Regions from separate parts of the Mus musculus genome. Here regions 1 and 2 are each linked to region 3. A link is a contact called in public Hi-C and HiChIP or PLAC-seq data. All regions are on one chromosome and are shown on one strand. Each heading gives the region's core, a stretch centred on a gene start, on an enhancer-like site or on the middle of the called end of the contact. The rest is flanking DNA. Distances are from core to core; before and after follow the strand shown.

Evidence for each region. A called contact is a pair of places that touch in the nucleus more often than the background predicts. HiChIP or PLAC-seq counts read pairs in DNA pulled down with a chosen protein or histone mark.
Region 1: a Hi-C map of regulatory T cells shows a contact between it and region 3, with 5 times the contacts expected there. The contact joins two enhancer-like sites. A contact is called at or near these places in 1 of 15 datasets of contacts at CTCF or cohesin (the NIH/3T3 cell line), 1 of 484 Hi-C or Micro-C datasets (regulatory T cells), 3 of 115 datasets of contacts at active chromatin or transcription factors (bone marrow-derived dendritic cells, embryonic hindbrain and microglia) and 1 of 9 other capture datasets (embryonic stem cells).
Region 2: an H3K4me3 HiChIP or PLAC-seq map of bone marrow-derived macrophages shows a contact between it and region 3, with 4 times the contacts expected there. The contact joins two enhancer-like sites. A contact is called at or near these places in 2 of 39 promoter capture datasets (cranial neural crest and frontonasal cranial neural crest), 1 of 484 Hi-C or Micro-C datasets (spermatogonial stem cells), 6 of 115 datasets of contacts at active chromatin or transcription factors (bone marrow-derived dendritic cells, bone marrow-derived macrophages, embryonic stem cells and 2 more) and 2 of 9 other capture datasets (adipose tissue and liver).

What each region holds. Positions count from the first base shown.
Region 1 is chr3:78,961,733-78,966,524 of GRCm38.p6, reverse strand. It overlaps the pseudogene Gm9762. Among named protein-coding and RNA genes, the nearest start is that of Gm23440, 16 kb to the left of the region's middle. Within about 2 kb of position 1,309, at least 40 of the 459 cell types and tissues checked have an H3K27ac peak or open chromatin away from gene starts, as enhancers often do. A contact at or near this core is called in regulatory T cells, where this site is marked.
Region 2 is chr3:79,540,142-79,544,779 of GRCm38.p6, reverse strand. The region is part of intron 1 of Fnip2 (folliculin interacting protein 2); the gene reads left to right. Among named protein-coding and RNA genes, the nearest start is that of Fnip2, 25 kb to the left of the region's middle. Within about 2 kb of position 1,984, at least 134 of the 459 cell types and tissues checked have an H3K27ac peak or open chromatin away from gene starts, as enhancers often do. A contact at or near this core is called in bone marrow-derived macrophages, where this site is marked.
Region 3 is chr3:79,251,570-79,256,318 of GRCm38.p6, reverse strand. 4921511C10Rik (RIKEN cDNA 4921511C10 gene) reads right to left here. Exons shown (of 3, transcript NR_045502.1): 3 at 2,406-2,845. It also overlaps a transcript of Rapgef2 not described here. Among named protein-coding and RNA genes, the nearest start is that of 6430573P05Rik, 33 kb to the left of the region's middle. Within about 2 kb of position 2,713, at least 101 of the 459 cell types and tissues checked have an H3K27ac peak or open chromatin away from gene starts, as enhancers often do. A contact at or near this core is called in bone marrow-derived macrophages and regulatory T cells, where this site is marked.

The DNA of each region.
Region 1 (4,792 bases), core at 60-2,559, 290 kb after region 3:
GTGGTCTCCAGCACTAACTATTTCAAAAGTACTTTTGTCCATCTGTTCTCTGTTGTGTGATCCCAATCCAGATGATCCTTTAGTGCCTGAGATTGCTCGGATCTACAAAACAGATAGAGAAAAGTACAACAGAATAGCTCGGGAATGGACTCAGAAGTATGCGATGTAATTAAAGAAATTATTGGATAACCTCTACAAATAAAGCTAGGGGAACTCTGAGAGAGAGAAAGTACTTTTGATTTCCATTTGACTGCTTTCTATGAGCCCACGCCTCATCTTCCCCTGTGCACATGTTTACCTGACACAGCAGTGCTGCGTGTTGTACATACTTGGAACAACAAACTAGAAATACTGTACTTCTGTACCAACATTGCCTCCTAGCAGAGAAGTGTGTGTGTGAGAAGCCAGTTCTCCGGGCATAACCTAGGTGTGAGACTAAAAGCTTTCCTTATTGACTTAACTTTGGATAATGGCAAGATGTGAGGGGTAGTAGGTACACAGTGTGTGCTTGGATGGGAGGAAAAGCTCCAGTGACCCATAGGAGATTGTCCTTAAGTGGAGTCCATCCAATCTCAAACAGTCATAAAAAGCAAGGTGAAGAACGTGAAGCTGTTTCTATATTCATTTCATCCTGAAGGACCTACAACTTAGGTGAAAGTTATGACCAAACAGATTAAACTACATGCTGTGCTTTAAGGTCTAAGGTTAACGGATCAACATTTAAATGGACTGGAGCTGTTAGTACATAAAGTGTGGTGGGCTTTGTTCCCAACACTTCACATCTCCCTGCCCTTTCAGCCTTCCTCCTTTTAGCCCCTTTCCATAATCTTTGGTTTGTATGTGGTTTCTCAGTTAATACATAGCTAATAGCTCTTATTTTTCTTATGTTTTTAACTGCTTTAGGCCTATTTCGATGTAAGGGTGGAGATGTATTTGATGGAAATCTGTGTGTATATTTAAGACCCTGTTGCTCCTCTGGAGCTTGTACGTTCACGAATGATTCATCTGTGTAATAAACTGATTACTACAGTCATTACAAAAAAAAAAAAAAAAAAAAAAAAAAAAAAGAAAGTTAAATGCCATCAGATCTTTCTGTTATCTCATGTCTGAAGCCTCTCCTGTGTCACAGGAGGAACAGGGTCAGGAGATGGGAACTGCGCGGTGCTGAGAGCTGTTGAGCATGGTGACACATGCGAGTAGGCCTGGCACGTGGGAGACTGAGGCAAGAGAGTAGGAGTTCCAGGTCAGTCTAGGCTACATGGTGAAATCTTGAATCAGAAGCAAGGCAGGGTGATGCAGTGCGGTGCGGTGCGGTGCGGTGCGGGGCAAACCCAGCAAAGCATGATGGGACAGGCCTTAGGGCATAGCTCTTTGATAGAGTATGCATGTGTGAGGCCTAACTTTCTGTCTCAGATACAGTAAAACGAGTGTCAGGACAAAATAAAACACAACCCCGTGATGTGAAGGGAATGTCACTGTGGGTTTCTCTTTCTACTCGCACGGTACCCGAGGGCATTGCTTTGTCACTATTTTATTCTTGGCACTTTCCAAGTATTAACCATCAAGTAGTGTTCCTTTTTCCTCAGTAAGTTTCGAATCGACATTGTAGCGTTTATTGTGTAGAAAAAGAATTTTATCTGTTGCTCGCTCATGTTCAAAATGCTGTTTCTTCATTGTCCTTACAGTTTTCTCGCATGTTTCCCTAGAAAGTTAAACTTAGCTTTGTTCTCCACAGTTGGGGTTTTTCTCAGCGGAAGCAGTTTACCCACAGAATGAAATCTAAGACAAAGTTCTTACTTGTTCTCTCACACACAGGCAATGTGTTTTTTTTTTTTTTTCTTCTGGTCAGCTGTTAAAATGCTTAGCCTCATAAGTAGTGGGAACTCTAATTCAGATCAATTTTATGAGACTTTTCTGGCTAGAGCAAAAGGATGTGGTCAGGAGAGGGAGAGAGGAAAGATCTGAACTCACCCTGGTTTCCTCCGGTTTGGGTTAAACTGAAAACCGACTTTTTTTTTTTTTTTTTTTTTTTTTTCTCACGATTCACTTCTTGGGTCCACAGAGGCTCTTCTCATGACATCTCTTGGGAATCTCAGCAGCGGTTCCCACGACCCAGGGTGGTGGCTGTCTTCTGCAGCGTGTCACTTTATGGTGAATATTTGGGTGTTCCTTGCTCTCATGTCTTCACTAGGGGCATGGTATACAATGCATCTATACCGCCTCTATCTCTGAGCCAGATACTCTCATTAGTATCTTAAATGGCATCCACTCCCCTTCCCTGGTGATAATATTTCAGCTTCTGCCCCCAGATGGTAGCTTGCTATCCATGTCTCTGTTGCTGTGATAAACACCATGTCCGAAAGCAACTTGGGAAGGAGTGGGCTTGTTTCACCAAACCATCGTCCAGAGAATGCAAGGCAGAGAGAGACTCAAGGGAAGAACCTGGAGGCAGGAACTGAAGCAGAGATGGGTGTACTGGCGTGATCATCTCCCTTTCTAATACAATTCACACCCACCTATCTAAGGACCACAGTGGCCTGGGCCCTCCTACATCAATTAGAAATCAAGAAAATGCCCAGAGACATTCCACAGGCCAATTAGATGGAGGAGAGCCCTCTGTTGTAATGCTCTCTTCCTTGGTGTGTCTAGGTTAGTATCACATTGATTAAAAAAATAAACAAGACATTATTTTCATTGTCTACAAAAATATCTTGAATATCTTTAAGATAATACTTAAGTCTTTTTCATGTTTGATGGCTCCAAAGAATCTAGCTTATCAAAGACTATAACTTACTGTATTAGTCATGGTTCTCTAGAGAAACAGTCCTGATGGTAGAATAAATGTATATATTAATTTGTTAGACATCTGTTAGGGCGGCTTACAGGCTAGACTCCAGTTAATCCAACTACCGCTCTCTACGAATGGAAAGTCGAAGAATTCAGTATTTGCTTAGTCCAAAAGGCTAGGTGTTTCAGTTAGTCTTCCATATATACCAGGATCTTGAAGAAATAGCTCTAATTCCAGTGATGGCATGGGCTTGACAGCTAGAACAAACAGGCCAAGAACAAAAGCTTCCTTCTTCCATGTCCTTTATATACACTGCCAGCAGAAGGTATGACCCAAATTAAGGGTGGCTCTCCCCACCTCACAGTTTTGGATTAAAGGGGTGTCTTCCTACCTCAAATAATTTAATTAAGAAAAATCCCTCACAGGTGTGCCCAGGCACTTGGTTTTCACATGTATTGTACATGTAGTCAGCTTGACAACCAAGAATGGCCATCACACTCCCCTAGCCAGGGTCCTGCTCATTAATGCAGTGATTATACTAATTTTTTATTGTTACAAACCATGCTTCCGTGCGTGTTAGCCTATTCTTGCTAGTGAATGTATCTCCAGATAAGTTATAAATAGACTTGATAGCTGACAGGGCTGTGATTTAAAATCTTGATATATATATATATTTAAAAATTAGCTGTCATAGGAATCACACTGACTTAACTGCCTCTTGTAATGTGTGAGGATGCCTGTTTTCCGTAATCTTGCTCACACAGCATAATCTCAAATTTTCCAGGCAGACAAGGCGCACATGGTTTCTCCCTCGGCCTCTAGGTTACATTCCTGAATAACGTAAAGCTTACTGTGGTCGCTGTAACAAATGGCCACACAGGAACTACTGTGGCTGTCAGTAGTTGTTGTTTTCTAGAGACAGGACTTTGCTATGAAGCTCAGGCCGTACTTGACTCAGTTTTACCTCAGAGTGACTCATTAATGCCACAGTTTTAATAATACACATATTAATACTTCCGTTTCTAGGGGTCACAGACCCGGGCACACGCCAGCTGTGGTGTTCTCAGCTTGGGGTGAACAGGTAGTGGGGTTGGGGTCGGAAGGGAGGAAGCTTCTCTTTTTGGGTTCTCTTTGTGAGGTTCAGCTATGAAGTGTCTGTTTCCTGGCTTATTTCAAGAGTTGGCAGAATCTACTTCTTTGCAGTTAGTGGTGTGACCAAAGTCACCATCTCCTTTCTGGATGTCTTAGCTTATAGAAGGTGCAACTGCTAGCTTGCAGGTGATTCGGCTGAACTCTTCCCAGGGACTCAGTAACAGGGACTTAGCAATAGTGTGTCATCATCTGTGCCACTGACAGGTGCAGGTGGCCTGGGCAGCATATAAGAGAACTGAGTGCTACCCCAGCGCTCTCTCTCTCTCTCTCTCTCTCTCTCTCTACCTTCCCCCCCAACCCCCTGCATCGTGGCTCTGTCTGCTTCTAACCCCTTTCCAGGCCCTCGTTTTCCTCCCTTCCCCAAATAGACCTCCTTATATCAGGTCTGCCTCATGCTGTGACTTTTCCGGGGGACAACTTGGCACGGGTCTCCGAGGTACCCCCTTACCCCTGCCTGTCGCCTGCCTTATATTTCATAACAGTAACCGTTTACTGACATGTGTATCATGTACCACACAGCATGCAGTGTGTGTGCTCTAAGACAACGGGAGACTCTTATCTCAGTCTGATAAACTGCAATCCTGAATGACATAGAGTGATCAACAGAACAATTATCCTTTCTTCCGTGGTTCTGGTTTAGAGCAGGGTGGGAGTAAGGCTTGGGCATGTCAGTAAATCTCGACCTCTGACATACCTTTCCAGACTTGGGTTTAAAACACAGCATCTGATTATGTAGCCCAGGCTCTTCTTGAGCTCTCAAGCTTTCTGTCTTTCTCCTCAGCCTCCCCATTGCAGAGGTTACAGCCCTGCCTCTAGGCCAGGCTTTCCTACCACCTCTGTGTTACAATGTGA
Region 2 (4,638 bases), core at 735-3,234, 290 kb before region 3:
TAAGAATATTTTTTTTTTTTTTTTTTTTTTTTTTTTTTGGTTTTTCGAGACAGGGTTTCTCTGTATAGCCCTGGCTGTCCTGGAACTCACTCTGTAGACCAGGCTGGCCTCGAACTCAGAAATCCGCCTGCCTCTGCCTCCCAAGTGCTGGGATTAAAGGCGTGCGCCACCATGCCCGGCTTGCTAAGAATATTTACAACTGCCTTCTATATTTCAGGAACTGTGCTAGAGTCTAGCACGAGACTGTGAAGTGAGACATGGCGTACTTTCAGGGAGCTAGAGTTAACAAACCAACAGAAAACTCACACTCCTATTAAGTACTGACAGTGTGATCCTTGTCGGTTCACCTGTTCTCTGCAGTGTGTTTGTAACCCTCTGGGGTGATAGCCCATCCCTGTACACACAATGTTCACTGTATAGGTTTATCATCCATCTCACGGCTAAATTTTTCAGTTCCCTTGTCATGTGATTTTCGTTATTATGGCATGTAAGTCTGGTGAATAAGAAGATCCAGCAAATAGGGGTACCGATTCCTCTCAGTTCTGTTTGCGTAGGGGTTGGAGAGACAGGCAGCTTCCTCCCAAGTCACTGGTAACTTTGGACCCTGCGTTTCAGCCATCAACATCCGCTACTCACCAGGCATTGGACCTCCTTTTCATTTCTCTCTGGTCTTGGTGACGGAAGCTGGAAGTGGAAAGCGGCAAATCACTTGCCATCATTGTGGCTTGGAATCTGTGCCTCCCAGCTCAGTACAATGGCAACACACAGCTGGGGCTACTCCAAATGTGTCTAATCTGAGTGGAGATGACCTCTAAACCACTGAGGTATGGTGACATGCTGTAGTCCCTGGACTTCAGAGGCTGAAGTGGGAGGATTGTTGAGGCCAGTCTGGTTTAAAGACTAATCAGTCGATTTCAGATGTGGTCCATGTTCTCGAGAAATCTGTTACCTAGCTCCGGAATTCAGAAAGGACATCATGACATCGCCGTGGGGTGAGATGGGAAGAGAGTGATGCTTAACAGTGGCAGCTGGAGCACTAATGCTGGTGGAGGAGGTGACATCCAAGGCTTGCTGTCAGTGGACACCACCTCACACCTGCCTTTATGACAGTCCTGCACAGTCCAAATGTCCTTGCAAAAGTAAGACCCTGGACAAGAGAAGACTGAGACTGACTTCTAAGGTACACATGCCACATGCTGTGGAGGAAGAGTTGAGGCCCAGTTATAGCTAGGCAGTTCTGAGCTCTAAGAAGCAGATCTTTCCAAGTCCATTCTGTCTTCCTGAGGAGGATGTTGGAGCATTTTTTTCAGGACAGGGCCATTGTGGGAAATTCTAACCAAGTGAACGATCTTGGTTTCTTCCTAGTGAGGTTACAAGGTCTGGCTTGGAAAGTTACTTGGAAGATGTTTTAGACAGAAGATTTGGTGTAGTTACAGGTGTTAAAATTGTGGTCTAAGGGGCCTTTGTCAGTGGAAGAGACGATTTGGAAGCTAATTATTTCATAGTTATAATTCTCTACCTTGTATTAATTTATTCTGCAGTTTACTGTTCTCTGTGGACTTTGCAGAATCTATTTTAGATTGTGCAATTTCTTGGAGATTCCAGAGAACCGGCTGCATTTTGTGAGGTTGGAATTGAAGTGAGGAGGTGACTGATTTTAGTAAGATCATCTGCCAGGTGTTGTCGCCTTCGTGTTGTGTGAATCTCAGGCCGTCCTCTCTGAGCTGTCAGCACACAAACGGTGTGTACTCTGGGCCTTGTGCAGACAGACAGACAGCACATCCCATTAGTCTGCAGCCCCAGAAGTTTTCAGAGGGTTTCTCAGCTGCTCACATGCAGTATTTCAAAGCCCTTAGAGCTGGATAGAGTCAGAGCTGAGCAGACTAAGACTAGGGATGTTTGAGTAGTCTCCTGAGTCGCGTGGACAGTGAGTAACTGGGGCCAGAACGAGGTGTGCCTGTCTTCTTGCCCAGCCTTCTGTCCCCGGTGTGACCAGCAGGGCCCCATGAGCTGGCCCCTCCCCTCTGCATGCTCAGATGCCTCCTGGGTTCCCGGTACTCAGGCACCATGAGGCACTTACTCAGATGTGTCTGCTGAGTCACAGTTCAACATCCTTTTCCTTGCTTTCCCTTCTCATAAATTGATTTCTACATATTCGTAAGCAGCAGATGTAGCTTTTTTTTTCTACTAGAACCTAAAGAATGTTGAGTCTTTCTTAATTAGTCATGCATTTGTTACATAGGAAGCTTTTAATTTAAATTTAATTTAATTTAGTTTTTTGTTTTTTTCGAGACAGGGTCTCTCTGTGGAGCCCTTGCTGTCCTGGAACTCACTCTGTAGACCAGGCTAGCCTCAAACTCAGAAGTCCGCCTGCCTCTGCCTCCCGAGTGCTGGGATTAAAGGTGTGCGCCACCACTGCCTGGCTTAGTTTTAATTTTGTTTTGATATAAATCATGGTTGTTACCCATCAATCTAAAATAGAAAGAAGACAAGAGAGAGTCATCTTTTAACAGATACTTATTTTATTAATGTGTGTGTGTGTGTTTAAATTTAGTTACTTGTTCAGTTGGTTTTGAGACAGGGTCTTATGTAACCTACCTGGTCTACATAGTGTCTTAGTCAGGGTTTCTATTCCTGCACAAACATCATGACCAAGAAGCAAGTTGGGGAGGAAAGGGTTTATTCAGCTTACACTTCCATACTGCTGTTCATCACCAAGGAAGTCAGGACTGGTACTCAAGCAGGTCAGGAAGCAGGAGCTGATGCAGAGGCCATGGAGGGATGTTCTTTACTGGCTTGCTTCCCCTGGCTTGCTCAGCCTGCTCTCTTATAGAACCAAGACTACCAGCCCAGAGATGGCACTGCCCACAAGGGGCCTTTCCCTATTGATCACTAATTGAGAAAATGCCTTACAGTTGGATCTCATGGAGGCATTTCCTCAACTGAAGCTCCTTTCTCTGTGATAACCCCAGTTGTGTCAAGTTGACACAAAACTAGCCAGTATGATTGACCCCTTGTCAATTTGACACACAAACACATCACTAGTAAGCCTCAACCCTTACATTCTTATTCATCCCCAAGATCTAAACAACTGTAAAAGCCCCACAGTCTTTACATATTCTTAAAATCCAAAGTCTTTTTAAAATTAAAAGTCTCTTAACTGTGGGCTCCACTAAAATATTTTCTTCCTTCAAGAGGGAAAATATCAGGGCACAGTCATAATCAAAAGCAAAAATCAATCTCCAACCGTCCGATGTCTGGGATCCAACTCACGATCTTCTGGGCTCCTCCAAGGGCTTGGGTCACTTCTCCAGCCATGCCCTTTGTAGCACGCACATTGTTTTCTAGGCTTCAGCTGCCTGTACTGCACTGCTGCTGCTGTTATTGGTGATCATCTCATGATACTGGCATCTCCAAAATGCTACTGTCTTCCACTGTAACTTGGCTTCAACAATAGCCTCTCATAGGCTCTCTTCATGGTGCCAAGCCTCAACTCCTTTGCATGACCCCTTCAGTCCTGGGCCATCAATTGCAACTGAGGCTGCACCTTCACCAATGGCCTTCCCTGACCTCTCACGGTGCCGAGCCTCAGCTGCTTTGCGTGACCCCTTCATGCCTTCAAAACCAGTACCACCTGGGTAACTCTTACACATTACTAAGTCCAGCCACAGCCCAAGGTACAACCTTGGCCTCTGTGCTCTCCTAAAACACTTCTCAGAAGATGTCACCTCAGTGATGCTGGTCTCTTCTTAATCACGGCTAATTTCTTAGCTCCAGCTAACCAGCATCAATAGTCCCAGTAATGCAAAGGCTTCACTCTAGTGGTTCTGGTATCTTGTTAATCACAGCTGATTCTTCAGCCTCAGCTAACCAGAACCACAGAATCTTCACAATCAAAACAGCAATGGCCCTGAAAAGCGTCTTTAATCTTCCCTTGAAATTTCACAAGCCAGGCCTCCATCTTCTGCACTGTTCTCAGCATTATCTTCCAAGCTCCTATACAACATCCCACAGAGCCCTTTTAACACCAAATGGATCCTCTAGCCCAAAGTTCCAAAGTCCTTCCACAGTCCTCCCCAAAACATGGTCAGGTTGTCACAGGAATACCCCACTCTGCTGGTACCAATTTGTCTTAGTCAGGGTTTCTATTCCTGCACAAACATCATGACCAAGAAGCAAGTTGGGGAGGAAAGGGTTTATTCAGCTTACAATTCCATACTGCTGTTCATCACCAAGGAAGTCAGGACTGGAGCTTAAGCAGGTCAGGAAGCAGGAGCTGATGCAGAGGCCATGGAGGGATGTTCTTTACTGGCTTGCTCAGCCTGTTCTCTTATAGAACCAAGACTATCAGCCCAGAGATGGTCCCATCCACAAGGGGCCTTTCCCTCTTGATCACTAATTGAGAAAATGCCTTACAGTTGGATCTCATGGAGGCATTTCCTCAACTGAAGCTCCTTTCTCTCTGATAACTCCAGCTGTGTCAAGTTGACACGAAACTAGCCAGTATAACATAGTGAGCCCCTATACCAAAACTTAGTGCATATTTTTGGCACATAGCTGCTTAGCACTTGAGAGGTGGATGGTGCGGGATCATGCATTCAGGTCATCCTTGCTCGAGGCTGGTCTGGGATATATGAG
Region 3 (4,749 bases), core at 1,464-3,963:
CTGGAAGGTCACTGGTGGGATATGTAATGGAGGCAGCACAGACAAGGATACTAGATTTGGGTGTGAGAGAAAGATGTCTTAAGAAAGACAGACTTGGTGGACTGACAGGTTTGCCATACACTGGAGAGAGGCCTTCCCAGATCAGGTGGAACGATTATGGTAAACCAGTTTAGTAAAGCTGGGGTCTTAAGAGGCTGGTTTTAATCCAGGATTGCTTGTCCTTGCGAGCTCTTGGTTTCCAGTGTTTGGGCTGTGAGAGAAAAAATTTACATGCACCTCAGGTTGTTCATAATTTAGAATAGTGAGGGTTTTGGTAGCAGCTATTTAGCTGTGTTCAGTGCACCTGGAAATCTCGTTGAATGTATTATTTAATGCTGTTTCAGGACTTCTGTTGGTTTAAGAGATATACTGTGTTGGTCTGCTTGGCTTATCATTACAAAAATGCCATAAATTGGTTGGCTTAGACAACAGAAATTATTTTCTTCTAGGCTTTTTGGATACTGGACCCTCATGCAGGAATCTGGCCAGTCCATGTTGTGGAGAGGGCCTTTGGCCTGGTGTGTGGACTGCTTCGTTCTGTGTGGGCACATGCTCTTTCCTTTGCTTGCAGGTGCATGGAGGGAGAAAGTATGGGAACAGATTTTCCTGTGTCTTTCAAAAAGAACAATGACCCCACTGGACGGCTGTCATGACCTCAGATTCCTCCTCAGGTTCTTACCTGAGAATGTCACTTCACATATGGTTGTCCAGTCCGGGCTTTAAAGAAATGGGAATTATAAATACCATGGTAGCAGTTTTAACTGTTGGGGTTCTTTAGCATTCCCTGTGTGTGAAAGTGAACAAGTGGCAAATTTTGGGGGGGGGTTCATATTTTAGGTGTTCTTCTAGGAAACGGAAGTGAGTTAGTGAAAATGCATTTATGACCTGGGCAGGCCCTCTGAATTTCCGAAATGCTCACGAAATTGTTCATTTGTTATTAGCATTCAGCCAGTGTGCTGGAGTCTCAGGTTCTGAAGTAGGGTAGATGTACGCGCATACAGATTCAACTGTTATTAGTTTGCATAGCATTTTCATGTTGTAATTGGCCTTCACACACACTGAATTACTAATTAGTATAATCCCGATAACTATAGTTTAATTTTATCACAGAATGTGGCTTGTTATATTAACTATAAGTTTTCTCCGAGGACATACTTTTTTCCAACTCTTGTTGGAAGTAGATTTTTTTTATTCCTCACATAGTACATCCTGGTTATGGTTTCTCCTCCCTTTACTCCTGGAGAGATGCTTGACCAGAAGACGTTTATTCTTAGCGGTTTATCACTTTCAACTCAGTCAATACCCTGCTGGAATGAGAACCCAATCTCATCTAGGATGGGTAGAGGTGGGCTCACCCTCTACACACAAGCAAAGATGTAAATTGGACACACATATGTTAAAACACAAGAAACCAGCCATACACAGTATTTCCTCTTTTTTTTTTTTTTTTTTTTTTTTACTTTTGAGACCAGAATTTCCGTGGCTTATCCCGGCCTGGTGTGTTGCTGAGGATAACCTTGAACCTCCGATCTTGCTGCCACCTCCCAAGTTCTGGGATCACAGCCTCTGCCGTTGTAAGCGGTTTGAAGTGTTCCACTCTTCATAGAGAGTAGCAAGGGGGACTTCATAGTTGAGTGTCCCAAGCTAAAGTTGTGTGTGCTGTATGTCTAGTTTGGCCATAGTTTTGCCCTGCCACATTGAATACGGTTTTATCTCTCAGCATTTGAAAGGCAGGCAGGTGTGTGGAGGAGGGAGCAAAGGCGGCACGCCTGGTCAGACTCCTGGTGTCTTAGGGTTTTACTGCTGTGAACACACACCATGACCAAGGCAACTCTCATAAGGACAATATTTAGTTAGGGCTGGCTTACAGGTTCAGAGGTTCACTCCATTGTCATCAAGGTGGGAGCATGGCAGCATCCAGGCAGGCATGGCACAGGCAGAGCTGAAAGTTCTACAGCGTCATCTGAAGGCTGCTAGTGGAAGACTGGCTTCCAGGGAGGTAGAATGAAGTTCTTAAAGCCCACACCCACAGTGACACACCTACTCTAACAAGGCCACACCTTCTTCAACAGGGCCATACCTTCTAATAGTGCCACTCCCCGGGCAGAGCATTTACAAACCATCACACCCGGTGTAATCTCTGAGTAATGGGGCTTCTGCTTTGTCCATAAGCATTGTGAGTCAGCTGACAGTGTTAGGAAATGGACCTCTGTGAAGGAGCAGAATTTCTATATCCATGTGGTACCCCATGGGCATATCAAGTTGTCTGAGACCACTGAATTACAGATAGCAGGGTGAGTGTACGGGCCATGCGGTCCTACATTACAGTTGGTCCTTATGCATTGAAAGGATACACCTACCCGTTTAATTGTCACAAAGTTTTATTTCCAAAATATAAACAAAATAAATAGGGCAGGATATTGAAAAGGTTTCATGAAAGAGTCTGAAGCTGCTTGATACATCTGGTCAGGCGGCAGCTTTAAGTCTCAATGACAGAGTTCTAGGACGTACACATTTGTACACCTGAGGCCCCCTAACCCCTGCCACATGCTAAGTGCTTGTGAAACATACCTGTGTGCTAGGAACCGAGATCATTGCATGGTACAGGGAGGCTGAAGCACAGGACCAACCGTGCTTGCAGGGTTCCTGCTGTAGTGTGGGCGTGCAGTGTGCTGATGCAGAAGAATGAACACCTCAGAGTGCAGCTGAACGGCACAGAGAAACGGTGAAGTGAGCTGTTGCCCCGTCTCTGGGCTTTGTTCAGTCTTATTTCAGATAACTCTGCAACAGTTTGGCGAAGTGCATTCTATAGAGTAGAAAACACATGTTTAAAGGTAGAAGACAAGAGAAGATTCTAGAGAATTTTGAGCATCATTTCCTACACCATTAGCACTCTGTGCCATAGACCCAACCCGGGACACTTCCCCTAGTTAAGACCTCCCCCTCTGAACTGCATTGGTGGGACACTTCCACTTTTAATCCTTAAATCGCAAGGACATTGAGCTCAGTAGTGTTCTGTCCCTTTCTGTTAGTGTATGAGACGTAGGAGGTTAGGTGTCATCAAGTGGGCAGTGAACAAAGCCTAAGGTTTCTGCCAGCTGTAAACAACTCGGCATCCTGTTGTTTGAACAGAAATATCTCAGTGAATGTGTGTGTGTGCTAAAAGTAGATTCCCTCAGGTTTTTGTTTTTTTGTCAGAATAGGGGTGGAGTCATTGAACAGGAAGAAAAGGGATCCGGTAAACAGGAATTGCTGCTGAGAGATGGGTTGAGGGGAAGATGGGATCCTTGTGAGAATGAAGAGGGCCCTCCCCCACCCCCCTTCAGTCACTGCTGTGGGAAGAGACCTGAAGTTTGCTAGCACTGCATGGTGCAGCTCACAAGATTCGGAAGTTACTTCAGTTGATCCCCACAGATTAGGCAGTTGTGTTTAATTGTAATAGTCTCAGTGCTTACGCTGTGAGGCTCATTTTCTTAGTTTGCTTTTGTTTTTGTGTTTTTGAGACAGGGTTTCTCTGTGTCGTCTTAGCTGTGCTGGAACTCACTCTGTAGATCAGGCTGGATCCACCTGCCAGTGCCTCCCAAGTGCTGGGATCAGAGCCAGTTTTGTTGCTTGTTCTTTCTCTCTCTCTTTTCTTTTATTTTCAGTTTCTTTTATTACATTGTGTGTGTGTGTGTGTGTGTGTGTGTGTGTGTGTTTGTGTGTGTGTGTATGCATGGGCCTCATGTAGAGGTCAAAAGAGAACTTGCAGGAGTTGTCATGTGGGTCCTGGGGATTGAACTCAGGATGTCAGGCTTGGTGGTAAGTGTCTTTACTGGCTGAGTCCGTCAACATTGTCTTGTTAGGTAGCCAAGGTTGGTCTCACTCCTAATCTTCCCATCTGAGATCCACAGGTATGTGCCACCATGACTGGTTTTGTTTTTGTTTTTAATAAAAATATTTTTATTTTAGTATTGCTAGTAAAGTCTCAGTAGTAAGATAGCCATCTTTTTTAGTGTTTACATACATATGTTCAAGAAGGTTGAGAAAGTGGCAGGTGAGATACTTAAAAAACAATTTTATCTTCCCAAAAAAAGGAAGAAAAAAAAAGCAAGAAAAAGAAAGAAAGAAAAAGAAAAATCAAAACCTGAGACATCTTTCACTCTGGAGCAGCAGTTTTTGGAAGTTGGATATTAATCCCACTAATATTGTCATTTCTAAAATAACTTTGTGATGTGTCTCTTGAAATCACCAGATGCTAGGTTGTGGTAACAGCTCCATGTGTCAAAAACACCAAGAGTTCAGGGTGTGCTGCAGTCTGGGGAAACAACTGGATAAATAGGGTGGTAGTGTAGAGGACTGTTGTAATTATGGGGAAGCTCCGTGAGATGCTGTCAGCATCAGGTCCAGTAGATGAGATAGGAAACAGTATAAGAAAATGCTTTACTAGCCGGGCAGTGGTGGCGCATGCCTTTAATCCCAACACTTGGAAGGCAGACGCAGGCGGATTTCTGAGTTTGAGGCCAGCCTGGTCTACAGAGTGAGTTCCAGGACAGCCAGGGCTACACAGAGAAACCCTGTCTCAAAAAAACCAAAAAAAAAAAAAAAAAAAAAAAAAGAGAGAGAGAGAGAGAGAGAGAGAGAGAGTGCTTTACTATGAAGGCTGGGAGGAGAGAGTCAGCTGATGACAACTACATACATTGTTTAAGGAAATCTGTAAGCACTGATGTT